3 separate regions of the Mus musculus genome follow, and regions 1 and 2 are each linked to region 3. The links are chromatin contacts, called in public Hi-C and HiChIP or PLAC-seq maps. All regions are on one chromosome and are shown on one strand. Each heading gives the region's core, a stretch centred on a gene start, on an enhancer-like site or on the middle of the called end of the contact. The rest is flanking DNA. Distances are from core to core; before and after follow the strand shown. Region 1 has its middle 15 kb from the start of Cartpt. Region 2 overlaps Mccc2 (methylcrotonoyl-Coenzyme A carboxylase 2 (beta)). Region 3 overlaps Mrps27 (mitochondrial ribosomal protein S27).

Region 1 (2,923 bases), core at 77-2,576, 560 kb before region 3:
TCTGGGGCTGGTGGGGCACAGTGTTTGCCAGATGCCACGGCCAGCTTTGCAGATGTGTTCATTCATTCCTCGCTCTTGCCTGTTTTCCTTGGTCTCCCGGGGACCCAGTGATGGAAACGCCGAGAACCAAGGCTCTGCTCTGCACTTTCAAAGGGTATCACATCTGATGTCAACCTTCTAAAAACTGGAAAGCTTCGTATGAAAATCCAAATTTCTGTCATCTTTTGAATAGTCTGAGTCTTAGCTCTCTCTGTTGGCTCTGGACCCCCTCACCTCCACTGCCCTTGCTGGTGTTTGGAGGCATCTGAGTTTGTGTGTAACCCCTAAGCTAAAAGGAAGCTAACTGACCCAAGTGCCCAGCCAGCGTTTCCTGGGTAGGCCCCAGAAGGATCATGCTCACCGAGAAAGCAAACAAAAACACAAACAAGACAAACAAACAAACCTCCCAGCTTCCATCCAAACCTCCCAGCTTCCATCCAGGGAACTTTCAACTACCCCCCGCACCCCCACCCCTTCCCTGGCTACCACCCTGCGCCAAGTAGGTCAGGATTTGTAAGGATGAGGCCCAAATTGCTATTTTTTAAAAAAGGTTCCAGGCAGCTTTACTCTGCAGCCAAATTAGGATCTTCCACTTTAGGGTTCCCCCTAAATAGTGCTCCTGGCTTCGGACCTTGGTACCAGACAGCGGGCTGCAGAGGTTTTGCAAGGAGCCACTACTGTCTGTTTTCCTCCCAGCCCACTCTTGATGTTCACATGTCGATGAATCTTTCTCCCTTTTCCTATCTGGGCCTGCAGAGCTAAGAAGTATGTTTACAGAGTTCTAGGTGGGGAGAGAGTAGATGAGGACAAAACAGATTTCCTCTGAAATGCGTTGAGAGTGTCAGAATTCTTCTGTGAGAAACTGGAAAAATTTTTAGGAAACAAGTAATGGTGTTTAGAAGCTCTGTACTGTCCTGTGCATATTCTTCCTTCAGAAATAAAAACACATAATAGGAAATGAAGCGACTTGACAGCTTCGTTTGAAGCCTTGTTTACTTGTTGTTTTCATTCTCAGCTAAGAAATTTTATCAGCACATGCTGGGAGAGATTGTGGGTCTCTGATGGCTGCCGTGGGCAAAGCTAGACTTACCAGTCTATCCCACATGACGGGGCACCGGGTAAAGGCCATGTCTACCAGCAATGCCTTCAACCAGGGCCACCATGGCCAAGGGTGCAGATGGCAGAAAATGATATTTGTATTTGAGCATAAAGCTCTGTGGGTGTCCACAGCTGTGTTTCCTCAGGCGTCTCTCCTCAGTCAGGCATGGCGGGGTATATGTCACACAGGCTGTGATCTTTTTTCTTCCTCCAACTGTAGCCCTTGAAAGGGCTCTCCTGCCTATCCAGGAGCTTGATCTCTGATGGGCAACCAGGCAGATCATAGTCCAAAACTGAAAACCTTTCACTTAAAACAGCCAGACCTGTTGAATGCTCAGAAAGTTGATGTTCACACTGAGAAATGCAACCTGCCAAACCCTGGAGAACAACTTAGAATTCCAAGGATCAATGCGGTTCTTGATCACCAGGAAGTTTTGTTTTGTTTTGTTTTACAGCACTTGAAGGGGGCTCTAGCTGTCCTGAGCTTGGTGAGTATGGCTCTGGCAAGCCGTGCCTTTCCTGCCCATTCCCTCTACCTTGCTAAAAACCATTAGATCACATTCCCAAGCTAGCCAAAGTCTATTCCCTTATTTGGCCAATTCCTCCTCCTGAGGCTGACTCCCCTGGTCTGGCAATTGAAGTATTAAAGTCCAACCATCAAAAGCCCCCCTTGGCTCAACTAATTAACATGCCTAATGCCCAATTAAGATTAAACACCTCATCCTAACACCAGGTTTCCCCCTGTACCTTTCTAGAAACCACCATTTTCTTATGGGCCATGTCTGTCTCTTCTCTATGTAGAGCCAGTCCTTTGTTTCACTCTGGAACAAACCCCCCTCCCCTTCTTCCTTGCCCCCTTTCTCCCCTCTCCCTGGTTCCTGTCCCTGGGAAAGGTTAGTGGTGTTCACTAGTTTAGCCAGATTGTTGAGCTCCAATTCCTAGTAAGAGACTCCTGAGGATCTCACAGACACAGACACAGACACAGACACAGACACAGACACAGACACAGACACAGACACAGACACAGACACAGACACAGACACAGACACAGACACAGACAGACACAGACACAGACACAGACACAGACACAGACACACACACACACACACACACACACACACATATATGGAGAGAGAGAGAGAGAGGTGCTCCTACTCACACACGAGCAAGTACATATATACCCATACATGCAATACTCTTGCCCCACACACAATCAGAAAAGACAACAACTTGGTTTTCAGATGAGCTAGACCCAACCATTTTTTTGTGTTTGCTTCAGACCTGGATCCAGTTGCTTAAAGGATCTGTTTTACCATCTACAGAATGAGTAGCTCCAAGTAAGTAGAAGACAGCCAGTCATCAGAATTTGCTGGCTTACTTTTATTTGGAGGCATGGCTTCACTACATGATAGGCACTCCTGGAAAAGCCATTCCTGACCGTTTACTTACATGTGGGGATGATGGGAATTTCTGGCAAGCCAAGGGTGACTTGACTTGACCTATTTACACTGGCTTGGCCATGGGCGTCTTTGTCTTTTTCAAGAGAAGTGTATTAGAATCCCAGACAAACTTGGCCTTTAAGACGTTTGAAGGGTGACATGTGCTTACCCGATACCCCTCATGAAATGACCAGACAATCTCCTTGAGCAGTGGTGTTTATCTGGGGTGTTACAGCAGTCAGCTTATAGCAGACTCACTTGGGGCAGCATTTGAACCTGTACAAAAGCAGGACTCCCCCTCCTCCACAGAGATCCTGGAGCCCCACACTTTGGGACTGGGCATAAGC
Region 2 (2,781 bases), core at 199-2,698, 620 kb before region 3:
ACTGCATGGATGGGAAATATGTGAGACACACACAAAACTGTGATGTCACTTTCATAAATATTTAAGGGTGCCAAATTCATGGAATAGAAAGTAGAATAGTGGTTACCAGGGTCTAGGGGGAGGGAGGAAGGGGGAATAGCCAATGCTGAATGGAGTTTCTTCTGAGAGTCATGGAATGTTCTGGAATTAGGTAGTAGTGATGACTGCACAATCTCATTATTATAAAAAAAAAAAAAAAAGCCTTTGAAATGTATGCTTTACAATGGTGGGCCCCAAGGCATGCTGGTTACTTGTAGAAACCCATTTTCATGCAAAGTAAGTGTTCTCCCAAGTGATTCTCCTAAGAAGATAAGGTAGACCAGAAGGAGCTGCTACTTTAACTGTAGTAATAACTCCAATGTTATTTTGAATGTTAACTTTCTTATCTGTTATCATATCCCCATGCTGTTTGTAATAGCTCATGAGAGGAAAGTGTACTCACACGGTTACCTTTGCATTAGGAAGGGCACACATCTTTACCAGGAAAGGTGCGTCAATGTTTGAAAACTTCTGTTGGGAGGAATTATGGCCTGCAGTGCTGGTGCTGCAGCATCCAGGGTTTCAGAAGGGTTCACTGAGCTCTACCCACGGATTCAGATTCACCGTCACTTAGTGGCCTGGAGTTCTCCCGATCGATCGCTCGATCGGAACTTCTGTCAGTGGTCCAGGAGAAACGAATGTTTAGGGGAGGAAGAATCTGAAGGGCCAGGCACTGAGAATTCCGTATCCTGACCCTTGTTTGTAGGCATCTGGGGAGCGGCTTTGAAGGGTGGAGTTCAGGTCCTGTTAGTTGAAGCAGCTTAGTGTGGTTGAAGCAGATGACTAAGAAGAAGAGGGTGAGGAAGAACTCTGTTCTCCTGGCCCCTTTACCTTCCCAACTCGCTGTTACTAGAATGAACCCTCTTATTGTTCCTGACTTGTGTCACTGAACCTTTCACAGCACCAAGCGTGTGGTGGGCGTTTAACAAATACGAACTGATGACAAGCCTATTTTTCCCCACTGGAAATTAGTCAGATTCCTGAGAATAAATATAGTATATCTGTTGTTTATTTCTTTTTATGACTTTAAATATTCAGACACCTCTTATAATTAGTTATTATCTGGACTGAAAGCCATTTTGCACTGATTTTTTTTTTTTTTTTTTTGGGAAAGAGAACCAGTAATTAACTTCTGAGGGTGGGATAATTGGAGGTGAAAAATTTAATTGCCTCTCTCTGTGGAAAGATATTTTATTTAAAAAGAGAGCCTTTGATACAGTGAAGAATAGCTTCCCTGGGCTGTAGCTTAGGTTAATTCTTGTTATTTTAATAAAATCTTTTTATTTTTATCTCAAGAAACAGATTAGTCAGCCCAATAAGTAGGAATCAACAAACAGCTTCTACAAGATGAAGTTGGCATTTGGCTCTAAATGACTTCTCCTTTCATTTTCATGTTGTGGTTTCTTATAGTTCTTAGTTTCTTAAGTCATTCTTGATTTATTGCTTGATTTTCTTCCTTTTCTTGGCTCCATCCTGTCAGATCTTAGATTTGGGTAACTTATGTAGGTAATCTTTTTTTCCCACTTTAAAAGATAAAATAACTGGATTTTATAGCCCTGGTTATTGAGTATTTGAAGATGAATGAATCTCCTGAGGACCCCACAGTGTAGAGCTGATGAGAGAAATACATAGAGTACTGAAACACAGACCAGAAGATAGCATGCAGATGTGTAAGTGAGATTAGATTCTCTTCTCGGACCCTCAGTTTGCCCAGCATTACATGGTTAATACCATAGGGTGTCACCACCATGAGGACTCCTGCAGGCCAAGAGGGAGCTCTCCAGGTAGGTGAAAGAAAAAAGGGATCCCAGACAGTAAGAGATGGCGGTACACAAAGAGTTTAAGGTGTCCTGGGCAGCATCATGAAGAGAAGGGTGAGTCCCAAGACTCCATCATTTGTACAGGAGTTGTGGGCAGCTCTCAGTGAGTCTGGGTTTAGGTTTCCCTTCTGTAAACTGGGGATAATAATCTCTCGCTTTGCCTGGAGGCGGCATGGGAAAGCACAGTGAACTTCAGCTTTGTGGAAGGAAGAATGTAGGTGTGGTCAGCTTAAGCAATGTGCTTGTTAGTGTTATCCGAGAGCCAGGCTCACCGTGGCTTTTATCCTTGTAGGTGAAGGCAGCTACAGGTGAAGAGGTGTCCGCTGAGGATCTCGGAGGTGCCGACCTGCATTGCAGGTAAAGCAGGAACACTGCTTCCTTTTAGAATCCATGGCCATTGTGTTTGTTTAAAGGAAGTTTTCCATTGTTTCCCCTCTGCTTATCTTGCCAGGTCACACCATAGTTTGTTTCCAGAAGGTTGCTCTGGGTTCAGTTCTTTGGATTGTGGAACTTTGTCTCAAGTGAGAGTGTTAGCTGCTTAAGAGCAAGGGCGTGGTGGCGCACATCTTTAATCCCTGCACTCTGGAGGCAGAGGCAGGCGGATTTCTGAGTTCGAAGCCAGCCTGGTCTACAAAGTGAGTTCCAGGATAGTCAGGGCTATACAGAGAAACCCTGTCTTGAAAAACCAAAAAAAAGAACAAACAAATGAACAACCCTTAGTGTGTGTTTGTGAACAGGCAAACGTGAATGCACTCACGTATGTGAGTGTGCATATGCTGTGATGACATGTGGAGGTCAGAGCATAGCATGTAAAAGTCAAGTCCCCACCACCACCGCCACCATGTGGGGTCTGGGAACTGAGAAAGCGCCCTTATCCTCTGAG
Region 3 (3,005 bases), core at 495-2,994:
ACAGCAGTTGGCCCATGAAAGGAATGACATACTGACCTCCCTAGATCTGTAGGAAAAACTATGAGATTCCGGGCTGTATTGTCTCCAGAGTTGGGTTGTGTGGACCTCCTAACAATACTGACTCTTCCAACCCATGGCAAACAAAAATAAAAGCAACAACATTAACAACAGCAAAAAACAAGGGATAAGACTAACCACAAACAAATTGATCAAAAATAAGTCCAGCTAGACCATCTATCATGGTAAAAACCATATTAATAACAACAAGCAAAACAAGCCCTGAGCCGGGCATGGTGGCGCACGCCTTTAATCCCAGCACTTGGGAGGCAGAGGCAGGCGGATTTCTAAGTTGGAGGCCAGCCTGCTCTACAAAGTGAGTTCCAGGACAGCCAGGGCTATACAGAGAAACCCTGTCTCGAAAAACAAAAAACAAAACAAAAACAAAATAATCATCAAATTATTTTTTACAGCTAGGACAGATGGAAAACCAGACACATCCAGTACCAGCAGAAAGACGAAACCTGCAAATCAAGAGTGTGAGATGCTCTACAAAAGGTGTCTGCTCGAGTGTGACATGTGAGTGTGACATGCAAGTCCTCTGTAAGTGAAGAAAACATATTTAAGACATGACAAAATGTGAACATGCAATGTTTAAGGATGGCATTATAGCTTACTTTAAAAATTGCCATCTTTTGGAGGTCCATATCAAAATTGCTATAAAATGATTGGATGATAGACTGACTTAAAAAGCAGTCTGATGGAGGGGTATAGGCTATAGATGAAATCGAACTAATAACTGTTGAATCTGCTTTACCCCCATGTTTATACCCAAAAAAAAAATTTATTAAAGAGTCAAAAGAAAGTACAACTGTATTTGTGTGATTCGGTTGGGTCCTTGTTCGATTAGAGCATTAAAAATATGAGCATTAGATTTAGAGCATTAAAAATATGTGTATAAGAAATACCAGAAACCCGGCAGGCGTGGTGGTGCACACACTCAATCCCAGCGCTTGGGAGGCAGAGGTAGGTGGATCTCTGAGCTCAAGGCCCTCCTGACTAGCAATGGTTACAAGGTGTGACCTGGTCTCAAAAAACAAAAATGGCAGAAGCTGGTTATTTCATATATTTATGCGACTACTTTATATATAACAATGGCTTTAAAAACATCTTATCTTTTTGAAATATACAACACACAGAGAGAGAGAGAGAGAGAGCTTCAAAACAGTCCAAAGGATTAGGAAGAGGAGCAGACATAAGCTGATAACAGCTGAAAGCAGATGGCGGGTGCTGGGGTTCTTTACAGCAGTCTCTACTTTCCTGCTTTACACTTTCTCGTGTAAAGTGCTAAAGTGCTTTTATGAAGCAGCCTCTGGTGTTGCAAATCAGAATTTCGGCTGTCTGAAGAAAGCTAGGCACATCCCGGTCTCCAACGCGTTTAGAATGCTCCAGCTCCTATGCAGGTGTGCTAACTTTCTGGTAACTCACTGCATATGATCTGTGCATCTTTTTGAACGCACAAAAGCAATGCAACAAGTAGCTTTCAAGAAAATAGGGGGTAGCATTTTAATGTTCAAGGACTCTAGGCACCCTTGAAACAGCCCTCCCCAGGGACGGCGGGCGGAACCAAGGACGCCACACCCGCAGCGGCACCAATGGGGACCACAGGAGCAAATGCCTCATATCGGCCCTCCTCCTTCCTCCAATCAGCGAACCCGACCCAAGCACCTCACGGCCCTCCCAGCGCGATGTCCAATCACGACGCTCCACATGAGCGCACATTTCCCGATAGGCCTGCGCCCCAGCGCAGATGGAAGGGTGTTTCTCGCAAGGACCACACTGCCATCTACTGTCCGACCCACGGAAATGCAGCCACAGGAACACCTGGAGCAGTCAGCAGTCTCCCTGCTCAGAATCAGAGCTCAACCCTTACCAACGCAGTCATGCCATACACAAAAATGTGCATCTATGAAACAGAGGCGGTAGCAGTTACTTCCTGTTACACAATGGAAAAGTTCCGGGCAGTCTGAATTCCAAACTTTACTTCACATCAAACATACACAGGGACATACACAAGGGACCCAGGGACTCATTCACTCTGCATATTTCTAGGATGAATGTTTAGGAACTAGAGCAGACATCACCCATCCCTGATTTATAGCTATAGACATGGACAGCGACAGCTGAAAGTGGTAGCATTGGGACACACACCCAGATGCAGAATTCATATCGTGCTACTCAGGGAAGGCACGAGAGGAGACAGAGTAGGAAACCAGTTCTCACTGGAGGCAGAGGGGCAGCAATGACTCGATGTGTTCAGTAAATGGTTAATTTACTCAAGCATTGGTCTTAACAGAGAAGAGACAATAGGCTCCCCATGATATTTACCAGTCACAGATTATCATCATATTCTTTGGTGTCTTAGTCAGGGTTTCTATTCCTGCATAAACATCATGACCAAGAAGCACTTGGGGAAGAAAGGGTTTATTCAGCTTATACTTCCATACTGTTGTTCATCACCAAGGAAGTCAGGACTGGAACTCAAGCAGGACAGAAAGCAGGAGCTGATGCTGAGGCCATGGAGGAATGTTCTTTACTGGCTTGCTTCCCCTGGCTTGCTCAACCTGCTCTCTTATAGAACCAAGGCTACCAGCCCAGAGATGGTCCCACCCACAAGGGGCCTTTCCCCCTCGATCACTAATTGAGAAAATGTACAGTTGGATCTCATGGAGGCATTTCCTCAACTGAAGCTCCTTTCTCTGTGATAACTCCAGCTGTGTCAAGTTGACACGTACATTTGACAATGTGTTTATTCGTGTAACCAGGGCAAAGACCTCTAGACTTGTGTCCATGTAAATAATCTAACTATACCTCCACACCTAGGAAAATTTTTAACAATAAACTTTCCCAGAATGCATCCTTCCTTTATGTATATGTTCACAGCACTATGGGTAATTCACGTATGGCACATGAGAACAATCTTTGCTATATTACTATTGGATTGTCCT

Evidence for each region. A called contact is a pair of places that touch in the nucleus more often than the background predicts. HiChIP or PLAC-seq counts read pairs in DNA pulled down with a chosen protein or histone mark.
Region 1: a contact with region 3 is called in an H3K27ac HiChIP or PLAC-seq map of large pre-B cells, with 4 times the contacts expected there. The contact joins two enhancer-like sites. A contact is called at or near these places in 18 of 39 promoter capture datasets (the 3T3-L1 cell line, 3T3-L1-derived adipocytes, the C10 cell line and 12 more) and 13 of 115 datasets of contacts at active chromatin or transcription factors (bone marrow-derived macrophages, embryonic basal ganglia, embryonic forebrain and 6 more).
Region 2: a contact with region 3 is called in a Hi-C map of bone marrow-derived macrophages, with 4 times the contacts expected there. The contact joins two enhancer-like sites. A contact is called at or near these places in 11 of 39 promoter capture datasets (the 3T3-L1 cell line, the HPC-7 cell line, cranial neural crest and 7 more), 1 of 15 datasets of contacts at CTCF or cohesin (large pre-B cells), 11 of 484 Hi-C or Micro-C datasets (the 63-12 cell line, the Ba/F3 cell line, the N1E-115 cell line and 7 more), 14 of 115 datasets of contacts at active chromatin or transcription factors (the SCID.adh cell line, bone marrow-derived dendritic cells, bone marrow-derived macrophages and 11 more) and 3 of 9 other capture datasets (adipose tissue, embryonic stem cells and pancreatic islet).

The regions. Positions count from the first base shown.
Region 1 is chr13:99,914,209-99,917,131 of GRCm38.p6, reverse strand. No RefSeq gene overlaps it. Among named protein-coding and RNA genes, the nearest start is that of Cartpt, 15 kb to the right of the region's middle. Within about 2 kb of position 1,326, at least 9 of the 459 cell types and tissues checked have an H3K27ac peak or open chromatin away from gene starts, as enhancers often do.
Region 2 is chr13:99,971,253-99,974,033 of GRCm38.p6, reverse strand. It overlaps Mccc2 (methylcrotonoyl-Coenzyme A carboxylase 2 (beta)), which reads left to right. Exons shown (of 17, transcript NM_030026.2): 8 at 2,191-2,255. Among named protein-coding and RNA genes, the nearest start is that of Gm41039, 38 kb to the right of the region's middle. Within about 2 kb of position 1,448, at least 10 of the 459 cell types and tissues checked have an H3K27ac peak or open chromatin away from gene starts, as enhancers often do. A contact at or near this core is called in bone marrow-derived dendritic cells and bone marrow-derived macrophages, where this site is marked.
Region 3 is chr13:99,352,065-99,355,069 of GRCm38.p6, reverse strand. All of the region lies in intron 2 of Mrps27 (mitochondrial ribosomal protein S27), which reads right to left. Among named protein-coding and RNA genes, the nearest start is that of Mrps27, 8.8 kb to the right of the region's middle. Within about 2 kb of position 1,744, at least 317 of the 459 cell types and tissues checked have an H3K27ac peak or open chromatin away from gene starts, as enhancers often do. A contact at or near this core is called in bone marrow-derived dendritic cells and bone marrow-derived macrophages, where this site is marked.